Linked DNA regions of Gossypium hirsutum: region 2 is linked to region 1. A link is a contact called in public Hi-C data. All regions are on one chromosome and are shown on one strand. Each heading gives the region's core, a stretch centred on a gene start, on an enhancer-like site or on the middle of the called end of the contact. The rest is flanking DNA. Distances are from core to core; before and after follow the strand shown. Region 1 has its middle 21 kb from the start of LOC121213409. Region 2 holds the start of LOC107890468.

Region 1 (3,348 bases), core at 278-2,777:
AATCACCAACGGGACAATTATCCAAACTGACTCAAACAACGACAGTGGAGGATTATCAATCTTAGTTTGAGGATTTAGCTTTACGTACTCATAATTTATCCGATTAGTTTTTAATGCACTGCTTTATATCAGGCTTGCAGGAAGATATCAAGAATGAGGTGTTTAGTCATTGTTCTTCTTCTATGATCAAGGTTCAGGCACTTTCTTGATTTTAGGAAGCTCGTTTACACGATAAACGGCAATTGGGTCGGGCCTCCTCCAACAAGCTACCACCATTATTACCCACTCCCAATCTAGTTGTTACTGGGCCTAAGTTTCAACCGGGCTGTCCCCCTCCAGTAGATCAACCCAATCCAGCAATTTCCACTATTCCAATGCCTCGACATATTTCTTCGGCTGAAGCTTAAGCACGCTGTGAAAAGGGGCTGTGTTATTACTATGATGCCAAGTATATGCCTGGGCATAAATTCAAGACCCTCAACTATTTCTTTTGGATGATGAAGGCACATCCGTTGTTTCAACTCTACCACAACCACCACAACTCATTGTTACCTGGGACGGTGATGACATTGATGAATCTGGTCAGGATCAATCCTTGGTTTTCTTGAATGTCTTGGCAGGTTGTATTCACCCTAATACCTTTTGAGTCGTAGGGAACATTTCTGGTCATCAGGTTCAAATTCTCATCGACGGCGGTAATACGCATAATTCTATCTTCAGTCTCGCGTGGCTAAGCATTTGAGACTTTCGATTACATCTACTTCTAATTTTAGAGTCATGGTAGGCAATAGTCAAAAACTGTAGAATGGGGGGTGTATCAAGGATCTTCGTTTACGTGTTCAAGGGACTGAAATTGTGATAGACTTTTATGTGATTCCCTTGGAAGGTACCAAATTGGTTCTTGGGGTCGCGTCGCTAGTTACTTTGGGTTTAATAATAATGGATTTCTCCAAATTATCGTTTCAATTTCGACAAGGCACCATCGACATTCATTGGTTGGGTGAGTCTAGTTCAGTTCCTTAACAGGTTCATATGCAGTCTCTTTGTCGGATGGCTGACGCAAACGTCATTGCCACGTGTTATCTGTTGCATCTTCAACAAACACCATTGGTTGAGCCTTCGGTTGAGTCGACTGACATGGTAGCTCTCTTGGAAGAGTTTGAGTCAATATTTGTTCCCCCTCAGGGCCTTCCACCTACTCGACAAAATGACCACGCCATACATCTCCAACCAGATGTAAAGCTAGTCAATGTTCACCCTTATCGTTATCCATATTTCCAAAAAGCAGAGGTCAAACGCCAAGTTCAACAGATGTTGGATTAGAACTTAATCCGTCGGAGCACTAGTCTATTTTCTTCTCCGGTCATCCTCTTCAAGAAAAAGGATGGCACGTGGTGATTCTATGTGGATTATAGAGCGTTGAACACCGTCACAGTCAAAGACAAGTATTCCAACGGCCGATGAATTGTTTGACGAGTTGGGCAACTCTCAGTTTTTCTCAAAGCTTGATTTGCTTGCTAGCTACCACCAAATTAGAGTTTAGGCTGCCGATGTTCACAAAACTGCACTTTGCACACACGAGGGCCACTACGAATTTCTTGTCATGCCTTTTGGCTTGACCAATGCTCTATCTACTTTTCAGGCTACGATGAATGATATTTTTTGCCCATTTTAAAGCAAATTTGTGATGATCTTTCTCGATGATATACTAGTTTACAGTCGTTAGTGGCAGGACCATTTGGAGCATGTTCGGCAAGTCCTCTTACGATTGCAGGAGACTGGATTTGTTGCCAAGCGAAGCAAATGCACATTTGGGCAACCTACAGTTGAGTATTTGGGACATATCATTTCAAGGGAGGGTTTAGCTGTTGATCCGGCTAAAATCAAGGCGATACGTGATTGGCCTGTCCCCACAACATTACGGGAAGTCTGTAGCTTTCTTGGTATTATAGGGTACTACCAATGCTTTATAAAAGGTTTTGCTTCCATCGTTGCTCTGATCTCGGACTTGTTATGAAAAGATCACCCTTTCGAGTGGACTCCTGCTGCTCAAACGGCACTAGAGCACCTTAAAACATGTCTTTGTTCTGCTCTGGTGCTGGGTCTGCCTCAGTTCGATAAAGAATTTCAGGTCAAAACAGACGCATCAGGTATCGGGGTTGTTCTCATTCAGGAGGGTAGACCTTTGGCCTATTTTAGTCAGAAATTATGCCCTCGTTTGTAGAATTCCTCGACCTACTCTTGCGAAATGTATGCGATAACACAAGCGGTGGGCAAATAACGCCAATATTTGATGGGTCGTAAATTCAGTATTCTTACGGACCAACATGCCCTATGTGAATTAAACCAGCAGACCATACAGACCCCGGAACATCAACGATGGCTCTCCAAATTGGTCTGTATGATTTTGACATTTACTATCATCTAGGGAAACAAAATACGGTCGCGGATGCCTTGTCGTGCGAAACATTGGCTAGTTTTATTGCTCTCTCTCGGCCTATTTTGGGGATTATTGAAGCAATTCGTGCAGCAACACTCGCCGATGGCTAAATACAATTGCTTCGAGCTAGTTTACAACAAGGTGCCACTACTTTAGTTGGATATGATGACAAAGATGGTTTAAGTTTATTCCAGGAGCGTGTTCTGGTTCCTAACGAGACAGCCTTGCGCACCTTGTTTTTGCGTGAATTTCATAGTTCAGTGTTGGGGGGTCATGCTGGAATTACAAGGACCTTCCATTGTTTTTCTGCTGGGTTTTATTGGAAAGGAATGCGTCAGAATGTTCGCCGTTTTGTTCTTAATTGTCAAGAATGTCAATGTATGAAGAGTGACAATTTATCGCCAGCAGGTTTGCTCCAACAAGTTTGCTTCAGCCTCTTCCTATTCCTTCCGAAGTATTTGAAGATATATCTATGGATTTCATTGTTGGATTGCATATGTCTAATCATAAAGAAGCTATTATGGTGGTCGTGGATCGTCTTACAAAGTACGGTCATTTTTTTGCTTTGCCTTGACATTTTGATAGTGCCTATATTGCTCGTGTTGTTATGCAAGGAGTGGTTAAATTACATGGTATCCCACAAACAATTGAGAGTGACAGAGATCATATTTTTCTGAGTGAATTCTGGACAGAATTGGCCAAATTACAAGGAACAAAATTATGTTTTAGTTCTACCTACCACCCCCAATCCGATGGTCAAATGGAAGCGTTAAATCGTTGCCTAGAAATGTATTTACGCTGCATGACGGGGGATGATCCTAGTGAATGGGAGAGATTTTTAGCTTGGGTGGAGTATTGGTATAATACAGCGTTCAAACATCTGTTGGCATGACACCTTTTCAGGCATT
Region 2 (3,152 bases), core at 464-2,963, 150 kb after region 1:
TTATTATAACCTTTAACCATATCTTAGATACGTGTATGATTGGAGGGTTTCTTTAGGGATGACAATGCATCAAATATAAATAGTACTGTCCATTAAATACCTGCAATTATTAAGTAATAAAAAATAAAAAATTTATATTCGAATTTGTAAATTTGTTTTAAGATTTGAATCCATTTTTTTCGCATTAAATCTAAATTGTATTGTACATGAAATATCTGCAATTATTAAGTAAAAAAGTAAAAAAAATTAAAAAGTATTTCAGATATTCAAATTCGAACAAATAAAGAGGATTTATATATCCATTATCTAAATTTGTATTTGTTATCTGCAAAAAAAAAAAAAAAACAAAAAACAAAATAGATTTACATAATGGATATCCAAAGGTTAATATTCATATTTTCTTTGAATCCCTTATTACTAATAATTTGAATATCTAAATCTAAATATTATCCAAATTTATAAATATATGAATTTGTACTATTTATTTCCATCCCCATGTTTTCCTTGAATTACTGTATATTGAATTGGTTAAATGCTCAAATTTAATATTAAGGTTTTCAAATAAGTACTTTTTTTTAAACAATGTTTTGTGAAAAAAATGAAATGATTAATAAAGCCTTTAGGGAGGGTAATAATGACACCCTTAATACACTTACTCCTAACATGTTTGAATTAGTTCTTTAGTACACCAAGACTTTTAGTGGCCCATGGAAATGAAACTTTATGTTGGAATCTAAATCCTATAAATAGTTTCACTATGGCTAGTGCTAACACTTCTATTGTGAATAGAAGGAATCCTAGTGTTGAAAACCACTTTAACTCTTTACCCTAGTGAAAGCTTATTGGGAAATCTAAAGTCTTTCCTAAAATACGAATCTTTCTTTGGAAATGTTTCCTTTAAATTGTCCCAACCAGAGCATTCTTTGGTAGTAGGGGAATAAATATAGAGGACAAGAGTTCATTATGCCTAACACACTAGAAACACTTAGCCACTTACTAAGAGACTATGCAGTTATAAAACAATGATAGAATTGAATTTGGCCAAGGGAGACTAACTAAAGCGTAAATAATATTATGCTTCACGAATGATTAGAGAAAAATGACAAGAATTGGCATCATCTCTATAGAATTTCTTAGAAAGTGATTTTTGCTTCTATGTTATGATAAATTTAATTGTCTCAAAATGTCGTCATTTTTCATGAAAGAGTCGAGACAAATCAAGTAGCTCCATAACTCTTTCTAAAGTTGTAGAATTTCATGCTCTATCTACACCTCTTCATAGATATAAACTACTTACAATAATAGATATCAAATAATAACCATCCCTCTCAAGATGATTTAAACTAAACACAGATAGTTTTGTTCTTGCTAATCTTGGAAAGGCAAAAACACATATGATCATTGGAGATAATATAATAAATTAGGTTATTAGAGTTTATAGTTATATCTCACATGTTATGAGTGTTCAAGCGGAGTTTTAAACTTTTAAAAGTAGTCTAATGCTTGTTAGGGACAAGAAGATAGCTAATATTATTGTAGAGCTTGATGGTTCGGTTGTTATTAGTTTGATTTGTAACAAAAATTTGATGAATCCCTTTTTGTATACCCTTAAGTAGCCTAGTTAATATCCTCTAATCGTGGACTTTTCACTTTTGTTGTCGACAGCCACCGAACTATTTATTACCCATTATGCGTGCCGAGTCCATCAGAGTTATGTTTAATTAATCTATCAATGTTCTTTATGACAATAAAAAAAGCGAAGAAAATCCTGAGCCTGAGGGGTTGGTTTACTGTTAAGTTTTAACCGACAAATCTTACCATAGCTGACGAGCATCCCGCATACCTGCCCAAGTCGTAACATAGTCTACTGTGTCTAACAAAAATAAAGGGAAAAAAGAAGAAAAAAAAAGCGTATCTGAACGCTTGTTTATGTCTTGACTCTGTGGTGATCTTGTTAGGCTCAGGCTTTACTGCACTGATCCGCCGGATCTCGTGGCCGAGTCTCTTTCTCTCTCCATCGTCCCACCGAAAACCTTTATTATCCAGTTGTAGATCAAACATTCAACGCCAAAGGGTTTCTTAAGTGAATCCGAGCAAGAAAGAAAGAGTAGATGAAAGGGCACGAGAAATTGACTCTGCTTCTATGCCTAATATGGACTGCAACCATCCTTTACGGCGAGATGTTCTCCTTTTACATGCCCTTTCTCTTCTCTTGCTCTTGGCCTCACCTTTCCTCATCCTCTTCTTCCGATTCCACTGTAATTTTCTTGTCGTCTCTTTTCACTAATTTGATCTTCATTTTTCTTTTTGTTTTATTGATATTTGAATTGATCTCATTTCCATTACTATTATTAACATGTTCCAAGCTGAGAATATGTTGATTTTAGAAGATGCAATTATAAAAGCAAATTTACTTTTGAAAGGGTTGAAATATGCAGAAATTTGAGTTCTATTTAGCCACAACAACAACAAAAAAAGACTGAAAGCAATCAGTGGTGGGGTTTAGTATCTTTTTAATAAAATTTACGTTTTAACTTTCAGCATTGGGATATTTTTGGTATTAACAATTGTGCTGTCGATTCCTGAGGCTTTTTGCTTTCAGAAGATATGTTGAAACCCAAACTTCAATGATTCAAAGCTAATTCCCTATATTTGATTAAATTTTAATTACCCTAAAAGATTACTTATTTATGTGTGAAATGCTCTACTCATTTTTATCTTTCCGAATGAAAGAAAGTAGCAAAAGCATCAAATTAACATTTGTTATCAGATCATTTTTCTTTTGGTTATTTACTTAGATAAACTGGAATGATGCTTATTTAGTGCTAATCTGTTACACCTAGTACAAAGGAATCTAGTGTTTGAACTATACTCATTATACATTTCAGGAATTCTTGGCACCTGTTTAAGTTCCTTAAAACTATAGTGTGCTCAATTAATGATTCTCTGGGTGTGATTATGGATGATAACACTGTATAACTCAAATAGAACACATTGATGCAGTTTATTGCGCATTTTATCATGCTCATGAGCGAATCAACAGAGGAACTAACAGTTTTTGTTTTGCAAGTTTAGATGAATGGAAAAGGTTATGCGGCTGATTATGTCAAAGTGGCTGTTATTGCTGATCCACAGGTACTCTTGTCCTCGTC

The links. A called contact is a pair of places that touch in the nucleus more often than the background predicts.
Region 2: a contact with region 1 is called in a Hi-C map of leaf, with 2.7 times the contacts expected there. The contact joins the promoter of LOC107890468 here to the enhancer-like site in region 1. A contact is called at or near these places in 19 of 34 Hi-C or Micro-C datasets (anther, fibers, hypocotyl and 3 more).

What each region holds. Positions count from the first base shown.
Region 1 is chrA13:82,039,329-82,042,676 of Gossypium_hirsutum_v2.1, forward strand. No RefSeq gene overlaps it. Among protein-coding and RNA genes, the nearest start is that of LOC121213409, 21 kb to the right of the region's middle. Within about 2 kb of position 1,528, at least 9 of the 9 cell types and tissues checked have an H3K27ac peak or open chromatin away from gene starts, as enhancers often do. A contact at or near this core is called in fibers, hypocotyl and leaf, where this site is marked.
Region 2 is chrA13:82,187,075-82,190,226 of Gossypium_hirsutum_v2.1, forward strand. LOC107890468 reads left to right here and starts at 1,714. Exons shown (of 12, transcript XM_041084708.1): 1 at 1,714-2,258; 2 at 3,076-3,135. The coding sequence starts at 2,112.